Regions from separate parts of the Capra hircus genome. Here region 1 is linked to region 2. Evidence: chromatin contacts called from public Hi-C data. All regions are on one chromosome and are shown on one strand. The core of a region is the stretch at or near the end of the contact, and the rest is flanking DNA. Distances in the headings are between cores, read along the strand shown. Region 1 has its middle 28 kb from the start of NAIF1. Region 2 overlaps FAM102A (protein FAM102A).

The links. Hi-C and Micro-C count contacts between places; a contact is called where the count stands out from the background.
Region 1: a Hi-C map of blood shows a contact between it and region 2, with 4 times the contacts expected there. The contact joins two enhancer-like sites. A contact is called at or near these places in 4 of 5 Hi-C or Micro-C datasets (blood and liver).

The regions. Positions count from the first base shown.
Region 1 is chr11:98,227,546-98,231,831 of ARS1.2, forward strand. No RefSeq gene overlaps it. Among named protein-coding and RNA genes, the nearest start is that of NAIF1, 28 kb to the right of the region's middle. Within about 2 kb of position 2,161, at least 1 of the 5 cell types and tissues checked has an H3K27ac peak or open chromatin away from gene starts, as enhancers often do.
Region 2 is chr11:98,165,025-98,168,827 of ARS1.2, forward strand. It overlaps FAM102A (protein FAM102A), which reads right to left. Exons shown (of 11, transcript XM_018055840.1): 2 at 3,770-3,803; 3 at 3,548-3,577; 4 at 1,013-1,129. Among named protein-coding and RNA genes, the nearest start is that of DPM2, 14 kb to the left of the region's middle. Within about 2 kb of position 1,352, at least 2 of the 5 cell types and tissues checked have an H3K27ac peak or open chromatin away from gene starts, as enhancers often do.

The DNA of each region.
Region 1 (4,286 bases), core at 911-3,410, 63 kb after region 2:
TTAGAGGTCCTGGGGGTCAGGAATCCGGGAGTGGCTCAGCTGGATTGTTCTGGCTCTGGGTCTCTCAGCAGTCAGGCTGCAGTGGCTGGAGAATCGGCTTCCAGGTTCACCTCTGTGATTGCTGCTGGCGTCTGTTCCTTGCTGGCTTTGACCGGACATTTCAGTTCCTTGGCCTCCCCATAGGCCGTCTGAGTGTCCCCAGGATGTGACAGTTCCTTGTTCTGGAGACAGCCCCGGGTGGAGGCCACAGTCTTTCACAACCTCACCTCAGAAGTGGTTATATGGGGACTTCACTGGTGGTCTAGCGGTTTAGACTTTGCTTCCCAATGGAAGGGGTGAGAGTCTGATCCCTGATCAGGGAACTGAGACCCCACAGGCCTCACGACCAAAAAAACAAACAAAAAAAACCCATAAAACAGAAGCAATATTGTAACAAATTCAATAAATGCTTTACAATGGTACACACACACCAAAAAAAAAAAAACCTTCAAAAAAATAAAGAAGTGGTTATCATACTGCAAGGGTGGGCCACTCTGTCACTGTCACGCAGAGCATCTCTCGTACATGTGGGAGGGGCTTCCCAAGGAGGAATCCCAGGGATCCAGGCACTCTGGGGCTACGTGGAAGATGGATTGTGGAGATTTGCCCTTCTCTTCATCCCAAATCCTGCTGCCGTGAGCCTCCTTGCTTGTTTCCCTCCATCAGAGAAGATCCCCTGGGCAATTTACGTGCATCAACTCACGTGGTTCTCCCCACGCTGCAGTGAGGCAGACATAGTCCTTGTGCCCGCTTCACAGATAAAGGATTCGATGATCCTCGCGGTCCCTTGGTTCAGTCCTGTGAGGATTCCCAGCACCCTAGGGAACAGAGGAGTCTTGGGATAAGGTTCCTGGTGGGCTTTTTTTTGTTGTTTGTGCTGGATCATAGTTGTGACATTAGGGATGTTTGATCTTTGTTGTCGCATACAAACTCTTAGTTGCGACATATAGGATTTAGTTCCCTGACTGGGGATCAAATCCAGGACACCTGCATTGGGAGCAAAGAGTCTTAGCCATTGGACTACCAGGGAAGTCCCTAGATGGGCTCTTCTGATGGGAAAAGAGCGTCAAGGGAGCGGAGCAGTGAAGATGACCGAGAACCACAGTAACATCAGTCTCATCCCTTGACCTGCTGTAGGTAAGTGACAGGTGGGGCAAGGCTGTGACTTCATCATACAGATGAGGAAACAGAGGCTCAGAGAGGCAGAGACTTGCCTCCGGCTGCACAGCTGGTCAGTACAGGCCCAAGGGTCACACCCGTGTCCCCTGACTCCTCGACCCTCCTCCCAGATCCCCAACCAGGTGGAGTGCACCGCACAGAACATGCATTAACTCCTGCAGTCTCCAAAGGAGACCCACGAGGTCAGTTTTACCCTCCCTCCCATTTGGCAGAAGAGGAGAACGTGGCTCTGAGACAGAAGGTGTGAAAATGCTGCAAAGGCCACAGGCAGGCCATAGTCACGTGCAGACTGGGGGCTGCTGGGAGCTCTGCAGAGGACCAGAGGAGAGAGGAAGGAAAGAGGAGGCAGGGCTTCACCTGAGCGATTAGCTCCCGAGTTACTGCTATTGACAATTCATATCTTTGAGGTGGAACTGGAAACGGGATGTAGGTTTCCCTTTAGGGGGCAGGTGCCCCAAATGGCCACGTACCATCAGATACACAGAAACACCATTCGCAAGCAGTGCTGCTGAGGGTTACAGTGCAGGCTCTAGAGGCAGACGGGCTCCTTGCTGGCTGTGTGACTGCAGACGCCTGGCTTGACCTCTCCGGGCCTTTGCTCGGAGGACCAGCGAGACACTCAGTAAATAGTGACAAGGGCTCTTTTCAGTGCTGGGAGGTGGGAGCAATTTTTTGCCAAAAGAGGAAGCAAAGCTGAAGGACTGCTTGGCCGTGGTTATCCCCCTCCCCATTGTGCTAACCACTAGCAGCTCAGTGCCCCAGGGACCTTGAACAAGCCCATGTGTGCGTGCTAAGTCGCTTCAGTCGCGTCCGACACTTTGCGACCCATGGACTGTAAAGCACCGGGCTCCTCTGTCCATGGACACCTTTGCCCAAAAACAGTGAGCTCGCTGCACAAGGACAGCTTCCAGACAAGCCCCTGGGCCCCGCCACACCACACTCCTCCGGCGGGGTTGCCCAGTCCTGAGGTCGCCCTGCTGCTGACCCAGAACTCCCTGCTGTGTTCCTGTGACACCCTGCCTTCCCAGAGTCCACCTCCTAGGGCCCCACCTGGGCCCCAGAAATGTTGCCTGCACTTGGGAGCTGCAATCCAAGCTCTCAGTGGTGTCCTGAGTTTCGGGGTAACAGTAAGGGAGAGACAAGTTTCTGGAAAAGGACACTGGACCGGCAGCTAAAGGCCCAGGTCTACGCCCAACTTGACCTTTGTCAGGCTGTGTGATTTTGAGCAGTCTCTGTTTCTCTCTGGGCCTTACAACTGAAGGGACTACTAGATGGCCCCTCTCTCTTTCAAACTAATCAAAACGGAGGTAATACTCGGGAGTCAGTCACGCCCTAGTTTTTTTTTTTTTTAATTGATGTATAGTTGATTTACAACATTGTGTTAGTTTCAGATGTAAAGTGATTCAGTTTTATAATATACATGTATATATACTTTTTCAGATTCTTTTCCATTATAGGTCATTATAAGATATTGAATATAATTCCCTGTGCTATACAATAGGTCCTCGCTGTTTGTCTATTTTAGTGTGTATGTATTAATCCCAAACTCCTAATTTATCCCCCTCCACACCTTTCCCCTTTGGTAAATTTGTTTTCTATGTCTGTGAGTCTCTTTCTGTTTTGGAAATAAGTTCATTTGTATCTCTTTATTTTTTTTTTCAGATTCCACATATAAGCGATATCATATTTATCTTTCTCTGGCTGGCTGGCTTACTTCACTCAGCATGATCGTCGCCAGGCATTGATTCACATTTTAACATCTTTAAAATCAAGATGCATCTTTTTACAGTCAGCCGTGCACCTGACACGTATAATTGGCAGTGCTTATTTCTCCATGGTGCATAAGTAATGGTGCGTGTTATAGTTGGTGATGTCTTAGATTCACTGAAGTGTGGCATTATTTTGACAAAATAACAATTATTTTAAATTTAAAAAGAGCTAATTGGAACAGCTGCTGTTTATTGCACTTCTACTGTAGATCATGTGCTTACTTAATATTACAATTCTGGAGTATTATCAAATTCGTTAGATGAAGAATTCAGGGCTCAGAGAGGCTAAGCGACTTCCTTAATGTCACCCAGCCAGGAAGCGATCGATACAAGATATATATATATATATATTGTTGTTCAACCACTAAGTCGTGTTCGACTCGTTGCAATCCCATGGACAGCAGCACGCCAGATTTCTCTCCCCTTCACTATTTCCTGGAGCTTGCTCAAACTCATGTCCATTAAGTCGGTGGTGCCATCCAACCATCTCATCCTCTGTCGTCCCCTTCTCCTCCTGTCCTCAGTCTTTCCCGGTATCATATGAATCATTGTGCTGTACACCTGAAACGAACATAATATTGAAAATCAGCTATACTTCAGTTTTTAAGCATGTGAATAAATGGGCGTCTTAGAATTGATGCAATACAGCCCAGGTATGGGAAACAAAACCAACTTAACGTGAAAAGGAAGATAACAACACGCATTGGTTTCCTGTCTGTCCCTCCCCGTCTCCCCACGCCACCCCCCCTCCCCCAGAAGCAACCACTTTTGAGTCTTCGGGTTTATTTTTTTCCTAGCACTTACGCATTTCATGCTTCTAAGCAATCAGCACATACTGCTGTCTTTTGATACATACCTTAGCCAATTTTCCCTCCCTGCTCTGTTTACCTGCCTTCCATACTCTCTCTGCCCACTACCTGTTTTGAGAAGGAAGGATTTTGCTTTCCTGCATCATCCCCACCCCCATTTCCTGTACTCTATCTTCTACTGCGGAAGTACCGTTGAGGTTTGGTGTTAAATCACTAGTCACACTTAAGATTTACACACTTTTTTGTGCAACTCACTGAATACACTTAATATCTCAATTTAAAAATCACTGTTCAGTGTTTACGTGATTTTTCTTCTGCAAATATTATATAGCTAAGCATTGTTTTTTTTCTGTTTTCCTGAAGCTAATAATTACTTTTTATTGAGCTATAATTGATGAACAGTAAAATGCACATATTTAAAAGGTACAAGTACCAGACTTCCCTGGGGATCCAATGGCTAAGACTCCACATTTCCAGTGCAGAGAGTGTG
Region 2 (3,803 bases), core at 102-2,601:
TTATTTCATTTGGCTGTGATAGCAACCTGCCATGCACGTGGTGGCCTCAGGCTATAGACACAGGAACTGAGACTCAGACTCAGGGGAAATAAATGACTATCCAAGGTCCGGCAGACAGGACATGGGGGAGCTGGCCTTGGACCCGAGGCCCCCTTAATCTGGTCTGAGGATGCACTGAGGCCCTGGCTCTCACAAGGGCTAGCCTGGACCTTTCCAGTGGCCTTTGGCTTCTTCTGCAAAAGGTCCAGGAGGCCCTAGCGCCCTTGCCTACCACCTCCTACTCAGCTCTGCCAGACACAGCACTCTCCCACTGGGTCAGCTCACTGGGCTGTGGTTAACACAAGACTGTTTTCTCAGCCAGGTGGAAGGGTGTGGAGATGAGGAAGAAAGGTGAGCTGGCAGCGGATGCCCCAATCTCTCTGTCCATAGGGGTTCAGGAGGCAGCTGCCCAGGGGGAGGGTGCTGCCCCGGTCCCGGAAACCTTCACGTGGCTGGGCCCTTGGGATGGCTGCCCGGGTCTGCTGGGTGCAGGGACGGCAGGTCTGTCCACACCCCGGTGCCCTGGAGCTCAGGTGGCCTTGCGTCATGTGCGGCTATGGTTAGGAGCTGGGCTGCAGGGTCAGGTGCCAGCTTTGCTGTGCCTTTGGGTGGATGACCACCCAAAGGTGGAGCCCCTCCTGTGCAAAACTGGGGCCAGGAAGAGACACCATTCCCTGCCAGACTGTGGTTGGGCACCACGAGATAAGGGCTGCTGGTCTCACCACAAGAGACTGTTGGGGTCCACTCCCTGAGCCCCGATTATGGAGGGCAAAACTGAGGCCAGTGGCTAAGTCAGGCCTCCAAGGGGAGTTTCCTGACCCCAGGGCCCACGTCTTCCCAGCGTCTCTCGCTGTCCGTCTGGGGTGAGAACCTGTGTTCTTTGCAACTCCCCACGGGACTCTGACAGGGAGGCGGCCAGCCCTTGCCCCTGCCCCTGGTGGGAGGGGCAGATGAGGCCCGGAGCCCCTGGTACCTTGAGGATGGAGTTGTCCTGTCGAGTGTTCTTCGTGTCGTAGCCCTCCAGCAGGCAGCAGCGCACCGTGGAGCCCGAGCCCGCAAACTCTGCCAGGTTCAAGTCGGCGAAGCCCAGCTGAGCGGGGGACAGCGGAGAGGGCGGGAGGCTGAGGGGAGTGTGGGCGCAGCGCTGGTGGCCCAAGGGTGAGCTGGGCCGGGGGCAGGGGGGCCGGAGCCTGGGCCCGCCCCGCAGCCCCGACGGACTGTTGCATAACCGGCACCCAAGGACACGGGCCCCGGCTGGTGGCTCCGCGTGGCAAAGCCAGGAGCTCACATCCCCGGGCTGCACAAAGCACCCTTTGTGCCGCATCCTGGCGTGCACCAGGGCAGCGCCCGAGATGAAAGGACATTGTTGTCTGCGACACAGACGCACTGTTCCCGGGGAAACAAGGCCGTGCTGTGGGAGCCGTCGAGCCAGCGGGCAGGAGGGGAGGCCAGGCCCGTGGGAACTTGGCGCTGGGGTGGGTGGATGGATGGGTGGGGGGCATTCTGCTGGGCGGGCGGGAGACCCTGGTGGGGGTGGGAGCCAGGGGCTGGTGGGAACCCCGAGCTGTCACGGGATGCAGAGGGGAGCCCAGGGTGGGGAGGGAAGTGAGAAAGTGGAAGAACAGGGTGGATGAGCTGAGAAGGCCTCCTGGGCGGAAGCCACATCTGCCAGATCTGGAGGTTGGGGTGTGGGGGGTGGGTGCTGGGCTTAGGGACCTGGAGGACAAATCAAGCTAAGCAGGGACATTCATTTGAGCACCTGCTGCACACAAGTCTCCACTGTAGAGTGCAGAGCACATGCTTCAGACCCAGAAACTAAGGCTCAGAGCAGGCAAGTGACCTGCTCAGGGGCTCACACACCTTATCCAGCAGAGCCAGGACTGAAACGAGGCCTGATCAGTGTCAGATCTCACCACCTTTCTGGGCCTCAGTTTCTTCCTCTGATTTAACGGGACCTGAGCCTGTGGTGGGACTTCCCAGGTGGTCCAGTGGTAAAGAACCTGCCTTTCAATGCAGGAGACCTAAGAGACACAAGTTCAGTCCCTGGGTGGGGAGAATCCCCTGGAGGAGGGCATGGCAATCCACTCCAGTATTCTTGCCTGGAGAAACCCATGGCCAGAGGACCCTGGTGGGCTACAGTCCGTGGGGCTGCAAAGAGTCGGACACGACTGAAATGACTTAGCATGCACACACGAGCCTGTGACGGAAGGGAAAGGCCTGGGAGGCCTGACAGGTGACACAGCAGGTTTGTGGGGGTGAGGGGGGAAGGTGGGTGCTCCCGCTGTTAGCTGGCCTTTTCTTCCCTGGCTGTCCTTCACCCATGTGCGTCACCAGGAGGAGAAATCTCCACTCTAAGAGCACCTTCCGCAGCCCGGTTCTAGCCACCCTGCCCTCTGCTACTGGGCAGGGTGTTGGCACCTGGAACAGGGCGCAGGGCACAGCCGTGTCCACTGAACTTCCTGAGCTCTGGTCGGTGGGAAGGGACTCACTCCGCTTATTGCCTGCCTCAGGCTCTCCACACAGGGTGAGGCGAGACAAAGGCATGTCCCCTCTGGACTGACTGAGCCCACCTCCCTGCTACTGGGTACCTCCCTGGGCCCCAGAGGGTGGGCGAGAGGCCCCACAAGAAGAGGGGCTCATGGCAGAGCAGGCTGACTCAAAGCCAGAGGTAACCCTTTCAGACCCGTCTTCCCCCACTTTCCCCAGTGGAAAAGGCTTTAAACGGGAAGGCCTGACGTATCTGTGGGCGAGGGGAACCCTGCCCACCACACAGATGTGCAGCCGCGGGGGTGAATGAGCCCCCCTCACCCAGCCAGACGAGGGACCCTCCACTGTTAGAAAGCAAAAGGAAACCTGTGATGACACAAAAACATGCCCGCGCTGTACTAGGTAGCTAAAAAAAAGGTTTCAGAATCTGTAGGACGAGTCCCTCTTGTGAATTTAAAAATCCTATCACCTGCGTGTGCTTAGGTACACCCATGGGGGCTCCTCGTATGATCCTCTAAACCACATGCACGTGTTTTATTCACTGCTCTGTATGAGACAGTTCCTGCATTTTTCTTCTGTTGCTTGTTTTTTACAGTATTTATTGATTGATTTGGCTTTACTGGGCCTTAGCTGAGGCATGCGGGATCTAGTTCCCTGACCAGGGATCGAACCTGGGCCCCTTGCACTGGGAGTGTGGAATCTTAGCCACTGGACCACCAGGGAAGTCCCCCGCTTCAGGCATTTTTGTTTCCTTAAGAGGTCTGGAAGGCTGTGAGGAGGAGGCCGAGGGAAGCACGTGGTGGGAAGCCCTCTACCATCTGCGCTGCAATGAGCGTCCGCTGCCTTTACGTTAAACGCAGAGGCTGTCAATAAAGATATCTCCAAAAACTAATACATCTCATAGAGGGCAGGGCGTCTTCTGTTTGGGGCAAGAGAGGTGGCTGGAGGTGGTTCTTAGAGCTTCTCTCATGCCTGTCCCATCCTGTCCCACCCCACTGCCCCTTCACCTGGCCCTGCTTACCTTAGAATAAGCCTTCCCACCTTTCAGCTCCTGCAAGGGAAACAGACACGGAGATTAGGATGGCTAGGGAATCCCAGCGACCTCACGGGTCTTCCCAATCTTCTCTGCCCCCCTCCCCACCTGACCCCCAGGGGAGGAGGACAGGAAATGAGGTAGCCTGACTCAGGGGATGGGCCCAGAGGCACCAGCCCGGTGGTCCTGGCAGCCCCCGACCGGCCTCACCTTGCGCACAGACACACGGAAGATGCAGGGGTCG